Linked DNA regions of Pan troglodytes: region 2 is linked to region 1. A link is a contact called in public HiChIP or PLAC-seq data. All regions are on one chromosome and are shown on one strand. The core of a region is the stretch at or near the end of the contact, and the rest is flanking DNA. Distances in the headings are between cores, read along the strand shown. Region 1 holds the start of CDC25A (cell division cycle 25A). Region 2 holds the start of ATRIP (ATR interacting protein).

What was found. HiChIP or PLAC-seq counts read pairs in DNA pulled down with a chosen protein or histone mark.
Region 2: a contact with region 1 is called in an H3K4me3 HiChIP or PLAC-seq map of stem cell-derived excitatory neurons, with 3 times the contacts expected there. The contact joins the promoter of ATRIP here to the promoter of CDC25A in region 1. A contact is called at or near these places in 1 of 7 Hi-C or Micro-C datasets (stem cell-derived neural progenitor cells) and 1 of 1 datasets of contacts at active chromatin or transcription factors (stem cell-derived excitatory neurons).

What each region holds. Positions count from the first base shown.
Region 1 is chr2:52,206,639-52,212,586 of NHGRI_mPanTro3-v2.0_pri, forward strand. It overlaps CDC25A (cell division cycle 25A), which reads right to left and starts at 2,709. Exons shown (of 16, transcript XM_009445387.5): 1 at 2,621-2,709; 2 at 2,029-2,466; 3 at 954-1,030. The coding sequence starts at 2,198.
Region 2 is chr2:52,472,912-52,478,525 of NHGRI_mPanTro3-v2.0_pri, forward strand. It overlaps ATRIP (ATR interacting protein), which reads left to right and starts at 2,798. Exons shown (of 12, transcript XM_063805739.1): 1 at 2,798-2,898. TMA7 (translation machinery associated 7 homolog) reads left to right here. Exons shown (of 4, transcript XR_002943114.3): 4 at 1-154.

The DNA.
Region 1 (5,948 bases), core at 1,459-3,958:
ATTACTTATATGCCAGCTCAGATGACGCAGACCCACCCACCCATAGCTCATGTGTCTATGCAGCCTTATGGAAAGTGAGGTGTTACAGCCCTTGCTCACCACACTGCTACAAGTGATAATCCTATCCCCAGTTCTATATTAAATTACATTCTACATACAGAAGGCTACATTACATTTTAAGACTTGCTCTTGCAGTTCCTTTAACCTAAAGGATCTTTGCACCAATGGTCTTATCTGTACAAATACAGATAAACTCTGCAGTAATATGAATTCATGAAGAATGAAATGCACTGGCAATTTCCTCCATAGCAGCATCACTGAAATGATTTCATGACACTGTACTTCCAATCATTTGACCCTGTATTTTAACCAGTAAGATTGCCTGAATGCCACTTACAGTGGTATGGTGAATTATACTTTACTACCCATCCTTCAAGGGCAAGCACACACCACCTCCTTATAGACATTTGAAACCTATTTCCTTTCTTCATAAACAGCCACAAGGGCTCCTTTATATTGTTCTCAATAATGTTTATCACCGGGCGCGGTGGCTCACGCTGTAATCCCAGCACTTTGGGAGGCCAAGGAAGGCTGATCACCTGAGGTTGTGAGTTCGAGACCAGGCTGACCAACATGAAGAAACCCTGTCTCTACTAAAAAATACAAAATTAGCCGGGTGTGGTGGTGCTGCCTGTAATCCCAGCTACTCGGGAGGCTGAGGCAGGAGAATCACTTGAACCCGGGAGGTGGAGGTTACAGTGAGCTGAGATCATGCCATTGCACTCCAGCCTGGGCGACAAGAGCGAAACTCCGTCTCAAAAAAAAAAAAAAAAAAAAAGTTTATCACCCAATGCCATGACTTCCTCAAGTTCTCACCAAAACTAACCTCCTGGGTGAAAAGGCATGTTTCAGGAAATTCAGAGTATTGCTCCCCACACAGCAGACTTAAATACCTGAATCTGTTGACTCGGACGAGCCCATTCTCTGCAGATTACTGTTGTTCTTCACCTCCAGTGGTTGCTCATAATCACTGAAACCAACAGAAATAAACCATGAATGATTTATAGGATATAATTAAAAGGTCACATGCAGGAGATAGGCCATGAGATTAAGAAGCAGCCAGGCTGCCAGAAACCATTTCTAGGCCACACCACAAGTGGCAAAGATCCCACTTTGCCACTCTGAACACCCAATTAGCACTTGGGCAAAGGAGAAAAAAGGAGTGGGTGGGCATGGCCTTGGACCACATTGCAGGTTATGATGGCTATGGCAAATGTTGGGGTATTTCCTAAAATAAAAGCATGTGTTCTAAGTACTGAGACAGAGTCGGGATGAAAGTTGAACAGGACACTTTGTGCTTTTCAGAAGTTGGGAAACGCACAAGACATGTGCTTAGCAAACGGGATGCCAGAGATTGAAGGGAAAGTAGCTCTTCCGCGGGAAACACCGTGGGATGCATTTTTTGCTATCAGGAAAAGCCCAGGAAGCTTTCTGAAAGTTGGGTAAAAAGACCTGGCCTTAGGAAAGCAGCAGAGTGGACATCAGGAATGTGCACAGGGCGAGGGACTGAGATGATTTTACATAAACGCCAGGAAAGAAAATGCCATGGTCCTTTGTTGAGAAGGAACAAAGATCACAGCAAACTAAGATCCTGAGGATGGTTTAGCAAAGGGTGAAAGTGAGTGCCTAGAAGAGCCTGATTTTCCCCGCGGGGGTAGATTCCAAAGAGCTTCCAGGGATAGAGATAGAAGGAGAGTACGGAGCAATCCGAAAGGGGTGAAGGTGGGCCTGGCTCGGGCTTAGGCCCGAGGATCTCCACCTCTTCCCCTGGGAGGTCCGGACGGCCTCTCCCGCCCAACATTCCGCCCAGGCGGGGGTGCACATGGCAGGCCCTAGCCCGGCTGTCCCCGAGCGGCGAACCCGGACGGACGGGTCTCGCCCTTCTCCCGGTCCGTTTCCTGGCCTGATCTCCCCGAGGCCGACACCGAGGCCAGGGGCCTGGAGCACCGCCCGCCGGTCTCTCCTTACCTGCCCAGCCCCTGCAGCTGGTCCATAGTGACGGTCAGGTTGGTGACAGGCGACAGTCCCCCGGCGGCTGAAGTGCCAAATAGCGCCTTCACGACGGGCTGCGACGCGGGAGGGGGGCTGCAGGCGAAGAGCAGGCGGCGGCGGTGCGGGGGCTCCGGGCCCAGTTCCATGGCGGCGCCCGGCCTCGCAGAGCTCCCGCTCCCTCTTCCTCTGCCTCCGCCGCGACCGCCCCGCCCCGCCGACACCGGCCTCGGCCGCGCGCCACCGGCGCCCGCGGGTCAAACACAAACACGACTCCGCGGTTCAGGGACGCGGCTGCCGCGGGCAAGCGGCGCGGCCGGGCGGGTGTGCGGACCCTCCAGGCGCCAGCCACCAGCCACAGGCACGGGTGCTTCCCTCTCACACCGCGAGGCCAGCGGGCGGGCGGGCGCCGGCAACCTTAAGATTAAATCCAAACAAACGTGGCGGGTCGGCAAGAGAAGGCGGGCGAGAGCCTCGAGGCAACGGCCCAGGCTCACGCTGTCTTCGCTGTTCTCCCACCCGCTTGCCCAGCTCCGGGTAGCAGAAAACCGAGCCGACCTACACCTCTTACCCAGGCTGTCGCAGCCAGGCCGGCCTTTCGCGGTAATAGCGGCTCAGTGGGGGCAGCTGCTGCCCCGCCCCCCTTTCCTAGTTGGCGCCAAACGGAATCCACCAATCAGTAAGCAACTTCTCCTCCTCGCAACCGAAAGGCAGCTAGGCTGGGCCAATGAGAGGGGAAGAAGAAAGCGGCTCGCGGGACTCTGCCAGGTCATCGGCTCTCAGAAGGGGGCGGAGCCCAGAGCAGAAGAGCGCGGATCAAAATGAGAGGGGGATCAGAGGTCAATGAAAACTCCCAGCAGAACCTGCGAGGCGCTGCTCGCGGCTGAAAGGCCCCTTTGCCCCGTCGCATGCTGGGAAGCGTAGTTCCCATCGCGAGCTGCCGTCCAGTTAGCTTCGGCCCCCGTTGGGCCTCCGCTACCTCGCCCCCAGCCGGGCGCCCCACACTCTGAGGCAATGTGGAGGCTAAGGAAGACCTGTGGAGGTCTGGCCGGATCCAGCCTTGGCTCGGCCTCTAACCGTGCAGTATTGTGGACCCCTTTCTTCTGCCCCGGGCCTCCAGGCCCCATTTTATAATGAGGGAGGGAATGCAATGACCCCCAGGACTGGACTCGACCACCAGGGCCCAACTCTGGAGGGCTCACAGACCCTGGGTGCTGCTGGCCTCATGGGATTTGAACCCCGCAGTACAACCTGTGCTGTGGGCCTCAGCATTTTTTGCTCACTTCCATTCTAGCCCTTATTGGATGCTCTTAGAATCATTTCTTTCTTTCCCACCACTTCTTAGCCCCCTGGGAGCTCCTAGAGAGAAATAACAGCAAACACAATAATAGCAAATAATAGCTAAAGTTTACATAATGCTTATGCACTTGACACTGTTCCCAGTGTGTTAATCTGTATTAATTCATTTAATCTTTACAACTCTGTGACATAGGAATTATCCCTATTTTCTAAGTGGGCATATTTACTTTTACAGCGCCGCACCTGTGGCAGCTCCTAGACGGATTTTGAGGGCCATAAGTGCATGATTTAATTGCAACCTACTGCTGGGCTTAGTGGCTCACGCCTATCATCCCAGCACTTTGGGAGGGCGAGGTGGGAGGATTGCCTGAGCCCACGAATTTGAGACCAGCCTGGGCAACAAAGTGAGACACCCCCTGCCCCCCACTCAAAAAAAAAAAAAAAAACCCTACAGTTTGAAAAGCCATGCTGGACAGGTGGAAACCCCAAACCTTTGGCCCCAACACCAGACCCTTCACAGTGAGGAACCTCTCTCTCAGGATTCATCTCCTTTTCTGTGCACCAGTGCTCCACCACCCAGGAACCTCCCTTCCCTCCAGAAACCCCAGGCTATTTAGGCCTCTCTGCACAGTTCACATGGTCTGTGGTCCCACTGTTTCAAATAGTTCTCTCTGTCGTATCTCTGAATACTTTCCTCTCCTCCTGTGTTTTATGTGGTTTTAATACTTGGCTCAACAGGCCGGGAGCGGTGGCTCACGCCTGTAATCCCAGCACTTTGGGAGACCGAGGCGGGCGGATCACGGGGTCAGGAGATCGAGACCATCCTGGCTAACATGGTGAAACCCCGGCTCTACTAAAAATACAAAAAATTACCGGGCGTGGTGGCGGGCGCCTGTAGTCCCAGCTACTCGGGAGGATGAGGCAGAAGAATGGCTGAACTCGGGAGGCGGAGCTTGCAGTGAGCCGAGACCTAGCCACTGCACTCCAGCCTGGGCAACAGAGCGAGACTCCCTCTCAAAAAACAAAAACAAAACTTGGCTCAACATTCCTGTTACTGCATTCATTCATTCAACATATGTTTATTCAAGGATTACTAGAACAAATTCAGTGCTTGAAATAATACCACAATCCCTGCTCTCAGGGAGCTCTGGTCCGCTGAGCATAAAGCTCCTTCTAATAATGGAATTATTACCATGAAAATAGCTGTGGTTTGTGGAGGGATGGTGGGCACCTAGAGGAGGGGCGGGGACTGGGGAAGGCAGTACGGTGGGGGGCACGTCCTAAAGGAGATTAAAGCTAAAGGTCAAGGTTGCTGGAGAAGGGGAGCTTGGGGCTGGGGGGAAGTGCTTTCTAAGGAAACGGCCCTCGGCAGCCAGGAGGTGAGGAGGAACGCCGTACTTGCCGGGAGCTACTCCTGAGTTGATCCAGTCGGTTCTAGAATGGGCACATGGGAGTGGCTGTGAGGGACAGTTCTTGAAAGGACTGGAGTTTGCTGAAGAGTTTGGCCTTATCCTGTGGACAGTGGAGGGTGTGTGATAACCGGATCAGATTTGCTTTAGGGTGGATCAGTGGAGGAGAGTGGGGAGGCCTGAGGAAAAAGGAGGTGGCTGTCCCAAAAGTCTGGGAGATTCTGAAGCAAGGTGGGGGCCTTAGAGACAAAGGAAGGGAATGATCCTGGCAGCCCTGAAGGAGGTAGATCTCATCAGATTTTGATAATTGAGAGTTAAGATTGTAGGGGGCTAGAGGGAAGGGAGGAGGCTAGAATGATTCTTAGGTAATGATTCAAGTACCTGGGTGGATGTAACATTTCAACAATTGGAGGCATACTTCTTGGAGGAATTTGATGAGCTCAGTTTTGTGCTGGTGGACTGGCTGGGGGGTGTAGTCAGGAGGCAGATTTGGTGTTGATTAGCATGAAGATGGTAATGCCCATTGAGGATGTACAAAGGGTTTTTAGGACCCTGGATCTGGGGAGCACCAGCATTGAGGACTTGATGTAGTGAGACAGGACCGCAAAGCTGGGGCTGAGATAGAAACCACAAGGGAGTAGCCGAGTCCATAGTTCAGAGGTGCACCCAGGAGAGTCACTGAAGGTGGCCAGAATGAGGTCATGGGCAACTATGGAAATCCTGTAGGAAGGCGAGGAGGTGGCCACAGAAGGCCATGGGAAGGGAAAAGTTGGCACAGAAGCTACAATACAGTTCAAGTGTGCCAAAATGCATGTACACAAATATTCATGGCCATGTTAATCATTTTAGCTCCAAACAGAAAGCAACCCTAATGCCCATCAACAATAAAATGGGTAAATAGAACAAAGTTATTTTATACAGTGATGAAAAGGACAGAAGCGCTACCCACAGTAGGAGTGAATCTCACATCAATGTCAAACATAAGAAGGAAGACACAAAAGAGAACATGCTGTTTAGGTCTGGCTCACACCTGTAATCCCAGCACTTTGGGAGGCTGAGGCAGGCGAATCACTTGAGGCCAGGAGTTCGAGACCAGCCTGGCCAACATAGTGAAACCTCGTCTCTACTAAAAAAAAAAAATGTATATATACACACACACACATATGTGTGTATATATACATAACATACATA
Region 2 (5,614 bases), core at 1,548-4,047, 270 kb after region 1:
GTGCCTGAGGAGATGGTGACCCTTTATTTCATCTGTATTTAAACCTCTCTATTCCCTGCCATAACATCTTTTGCCACGTATAGCTGGAATTAAGTGTTGTCTTGGAGCTGTTGTACATTTAAGAATAAACTTTTGTAAAAAAAAAAAAAAAAAATCTTACAGTGGCTCATCATCTCTTTAGTTGTTTTCACTAAGTCATTCCTACCATAACTGTGAATTTAAAGTAAAACCAGCTCAGAATCTTGCCAGAGTCTGTTCTTTGGTCCTTGTTCTACCCTAAACTTTGTATCACCTGAAATTAAACCAACTCATTTGAAAGGATGGCGTTCTTGTGTGGTTGTATACCTGACAGAATACCTTACATGAGTTTAGTGGAAGAATTTGCACTTTTTTTTGGTGGGGGAGGGGGTGGAGTCTCACTCTCACCCAGGCTGGAGTGCAGTGGCATGATCTCTGCTCAATGCAACCTCCACCTCCCGGGTTCAAACTATTCTCCTGCTTTGGCCTCCCAAGTAGCTGTGGTTACAGGCACCCGCCACCATGCCTAGCTAATTTTTTGTATTTTTAGTAGAGAGGGGTTTCACCATGTTGGCCAGGCTGGTCTCAAGTGATCTGCCTCAACTCCTGACCTCAAGTGATCTGCCTGCTTCAGCCTCCCAAAGTGCTGGGATTACAGGCATGAGCCACTGTGCCTGACCAGAATTTGCTTTTAAAAGAAAACCCATCTTTATGTTGTCACATCCAAATTGCCGTATATTTTGATGAGACTTGTTCATCTGTTCATGTAAGGCGTCTGCTATATGCAGGCACTGGGGTATGTAACAGGGAACAGTTCCTGTGGAAGAGGCAGGGCAGGGCAAATTACATGATCCTTCAAGTTGCTAGCAGTGAAGTCCCCATGCGCACCAAACAGGTCCAGGGCAGCAGCTGCGGGAAGCCCCAGCCCACTTGCTGGTGGATGGAGGGGGTGCCAGTGCCAGGCAAGGGGTTGGGGGTGAGGCAAAATGGGGGCTCACTCTACCTCCTGCTGCCCAGGACTGGAGTCCCAGGCATACCTACCGCTTGCCCCTCACTAAATGCAAAGACAGAGACCATCCATAATGTGTGCTAAATGTTTTTAAACGCTTAGCTTGGTGTGATGGTGCACTTCTGTAGTCCCAGCCATTTGGGAGGCTGAGGTGGGAGGATCACTTGAGCCCAGGAGTTCGAGGCTGCAGTGAGCCAAGATCACACCACTGCACTCCAGCCTGGGAGACAGAACAAGACCCTGTATTTAAAAAAAAAAAATTAATTCAGAAGCACAAGTATTTGGATTTCCCTCCCAGGCCCTTAATACAATTATGTTAATAATGCTCAGCTTTCTCTCAGAATATTTTCAAAGAGAGCTCTGGAACCATTATGAGACTGCTAAATCAAAACTAGGTTTTAGAATATTGAAAACTTTCATGATTAATGTACTAGATATTAACGCGGGAGAGGGGGCAGGGGGAAGCCTGTGTTGGTCCTCTCCAGAAAGTTGCACAGCCAGTAGCACCCTTCAGTAGGCTTCAGGCATTCCCTATGGGGCCTTGCTAGCTGGCACCCAGCCGTATGCTGCTAAAACAAACCTGAGCACCAGTGATTCACACTTCCTGAAAGCAAGGTGCTTGGTGGAACCTATCCCTCTTTAACAAATGAACAGTCCTGTCTCTTTCCAGGACCAGAGTCCTGCAGCAATTAAGCATGCAACACTTGGGAAGCTATCTGACGGAGACTACCAGTTGCTCCAAAAAATTTTAAACTCCTTAGACATTACAGGCCCTGATAGCACTCTCTTTTTCATTTACTCTTTTCATTTAATGCTTTCACAAATATTCCCAGGACACTCACAGGTGAAGTTTGGCACTGAGCAGGTAAGGCTGAAAGAGTCTTGCTCCTGTTACTCTCCATTGCCAAATTCTCTATTGCGGCTAACTTCTGCACACCACAGCTGCCCAATAAAATCTGTCAGGCACGCAAGCCCACCTCAAATTGCTGCTCCTTTGTGAAGCTTTACCTCTGTTCGCCACAGGTAACTGTTACCTGGCCTTTGTGTGGCCTCCCTTTCAATGTAGAATTCTCGTGTTAGTCTTATGTGTCAGCCTCCTACCCCTCTATCCTGCTAACTTGACTCAACTTGTAGGACAGCCCAGGTGCCATTTACAGGGGGACTTCCTTGACCTCCTGAGCCCTATTCTATACAACCAGAGCTTAGGAAAAAAAACAGTCCAGCACTCAGAGGAATGGATGTTAACAGCCTGAGCAGCTCCCACCCCCTCCCACACAAGAACAGCTCCAAACATCATTCCTCCTTGGACTTTCCTCCTCCCTGGGCCTACCTCAAATGTACACATGTGAAACATTCACTAAACCCGAAGATGTCTGCACACGACAGCTCTATTCATACTCCTCACCCAACAAATTCCACTCTCCTCAAGAAAGCCTAGGGGTTTGTGGGAGGTGGGTCTGGCGGCAGAAGGAAAGCGAGGTCACGGAGACCACATCCCTGAATGATGCCTGGCTCGACTCAAACGCAACACGCGTGAATGCTAGGGCAGGCTGCTCCTGCGCGGCCCTCCTCCACGGAGTGCCAGGGAGGGAGCGCAAAGCCACCAGCGCGGCGGAGCTGGTGCGCCTCCGGCCCGCCTCTCCGGTAACGGGTCGCGCCGCACCGAGTCCTTGCAGCAAACCTGCCGAGTCCCGCCCGTGGACCTCTAAACACCGGGCGGGGCCGGGTGTGGCGGCGCGCTCGGACGTTCGTCATTCCTCCGCGCCCTCCGCCTGCCAGCTGATTGGCCCCTGGGCCGGGGGCGGGGCACTCGCTGCGGAGGCAAGCGGCGGCGCGCGGACGGTTGGTCTAGTTCTTCGGCCTGGCGGCAGGCAAGTCTAACTCGGCGCTGTCGGATACTTGGGGTGAGCGGAAAGCATGGCGGGGACCTCCGCGCCAGGCAGCAAGAGGCGGAGCGAGCCCCCGGCGCCTCGCCCCCGCCCGCCGCCGGGCACCGGGCACCCCCCGAGCAAGCGGGCCCGGGGCTTCTCCGCAGCCGCTGCCCCGGACCCTGACGACCCGTTCGGCGCGCATGGGGACTTCACTGCCGACGACCTGGAGGAGCTTGACACCCTCGCGTCACAGGCCCTGAGCCAATGTCCGGCCGCGGCTCGGGACGTGTCCAGTGAGTGCTCCTCGCGGCCTTTTGCTCGGAGGGAGTTGTCAACCGCGCCAGATCCCCTTGATGGCTGTGGCTTCGGAACCTCGCGGCCAGCACTGCCTTTTCGCCTTTTTAAAATATGGGAACACCCTGATTTAAGCAGCGGTTGTCTTCCAGAAGGTCCTTTGAATTTAGGGGGAAATGCATTAGCCAGGTCAAACAGCCGATTTGAAACACAGAAGGCTAAGTTGACATTTTACTTTATTTTCTAAAGTTTAGGCCACTTGGTTCTTGGTTCTAAGCAGAGATCCTTGGAACACACCTACCACCACCATCAGAACCATCACTACCCATGCATGGGGACCCATTCTTGTGACAAGTTTGAGCGGCTTTAGATCTTATGAAGCCCACTGTCTCCCTTGGGCAGTGTGAGCATGGGAGGAGCCTGACACAGGCAAGAGATGAAATAAATTTATTCTTTTATACAACCAGTAAACTGTGCTAGGTGCCCAAACGTGAGGAACTGCAGCTGACCTTACAATGAACAAAATACAAAAACTGTCCTTCATGGAGCTTACATTCTAGTTGAGGAGTGAGTGAAGTCTTGAGGACTCCCAGAAAGAGAAATGTTTTGAGTGCACCTTGCATCTGTACTTGGGTGTCTCAAGGCACCTTAAACTCAACACGATCATTTCCTGGAAACCCAGTCCTCCTCCAGCACTTCTAGCATGGTGCCGGCAAAGCAGACATTCAGAGAATGATGACCAGATGTTCCACAAGGAAGTAACTAGCACGACTCTCCATCCAGTGGCACAAAGGGACTCTTCCCCTTTCCTTGACTCTACATCTAATTTATTTGGAAAGCCTGTCAAGCTTACCTTCTTAATCCTTCTCTGGAATCTATCCTATTCACATTGCTTCTACCAACTGCCTGATCTGTGTTACCATGAGTCCTCCCTTGAACAATGGTCTGCTAAATTGGTTTCCCATTTCCAGTCTTGACTCCCTACAAGTGAGGCTTCACATCACATTCTGAGTGATCTTTTCAAAACTCAAATCTGGCTGTGTCTTACACAGATATACGTGAACACCTTTTTTTTTTTTTTTTTTGACGGAGTCTCACTCTGTCACCCAGGCTGAAGTGCAGTGGTGCCATCTTGGCTCACCACAGCCTCTACCTCCCAGGTTCAAGAGATTCTCTTGCCTCAACCTCCCGAGTAGCCTCAGCCTCCCAAGTAGCTGGGATTACTTGTGCCCGCCACCATGCCTGGCTAATTTTTGTATTTTTAGTAGAGACGGGGTTTCGCCATGTTGGCCAGGCTGGTCTCAAACTGCTGACCTCAGGTGATCCACCCGCCTTGGTCTCCCAAAGTGCTGAGATTACAGGCATGAGCCACCCGCACCCAGCCATGAACACCCCTAATGAAAGCCCTTTAATAATTTCTTATTTCTTCTAGTGTGAAGACCAAAATCCTTAACATGGCCTGCAAGGCCCAGCCTGGTTTGGCCCTTTCTCACTCTCTGGGTCCTGGCTGCACTAACATTCTTTGAATTCTCTCTGCTTCTTTACAATACAGGAACTTTATACATTGTTCTGTCTTTGTACATTGAGTATACTTTTCATTCATTCATTTCCACTCATCTGGTTAATTCCTACTTGTCCTTCAGCTCTCAGCTCCTTCAAGTCTTCCCTAGGGAAATGTTCCAATCATCCCACTTAAGTCAGATTGCTGTCATATTATAGGCTTTCCTGTATTTGTTCTCTTCTGCAGTTCTTAATCACAGTTGTAATTTTACATTTATCTGTGTGATTATTTGTTGAATGTCTTTTAAGCTCTGTGAGTGTAAGGAAGTATCAATTTTGCTCACTATTGTACCTGTAGAGCCTAACATGCCTGGCGTATTGCATATGGTCAGTAACTATTACTGAATAATAAATAGATCATTGAGTTCTGGCCAATGAGATCTCCTCAGGCTTTAGATGAGACTCTTGGAATTGGATGAAGGATAGGGAAAGAATAATAGGATCTGTTGTTTTAGAAGGATCATTTATGAGTTTCAGCCGGGTGTGGTGGCTCATGCCTGTAATCCCAGCACTTTGGGAGGCCAAGGTGGGCTGATCACTTGAGGCCAGGAGTTTGAGACCAGGCTGGCCAATATGGTGAAACCCCGTCTCTACTAAAAATATAAAAATTAGCCGGGCATGGTAGCACACGCCTGTAATTCCAGCTACCTAGGAGGGTGAGGCACAAGAATCGCTTGAATCTGGGAGGTGGAGGTTGCAGTGAGCCGAGATCACGCCACTGCTCTCCAGCCTGGGCAACAGAGCGAGACTCTGTCTCAAAAAAAAAAAAAAAAAAAAAAGAAGGATCATTTATGAGTTTGAACCATGTTCTTAGGTTGAAAAACACCTATATTGCTTACTAGATCTTTCTCTGCTTTGCTCT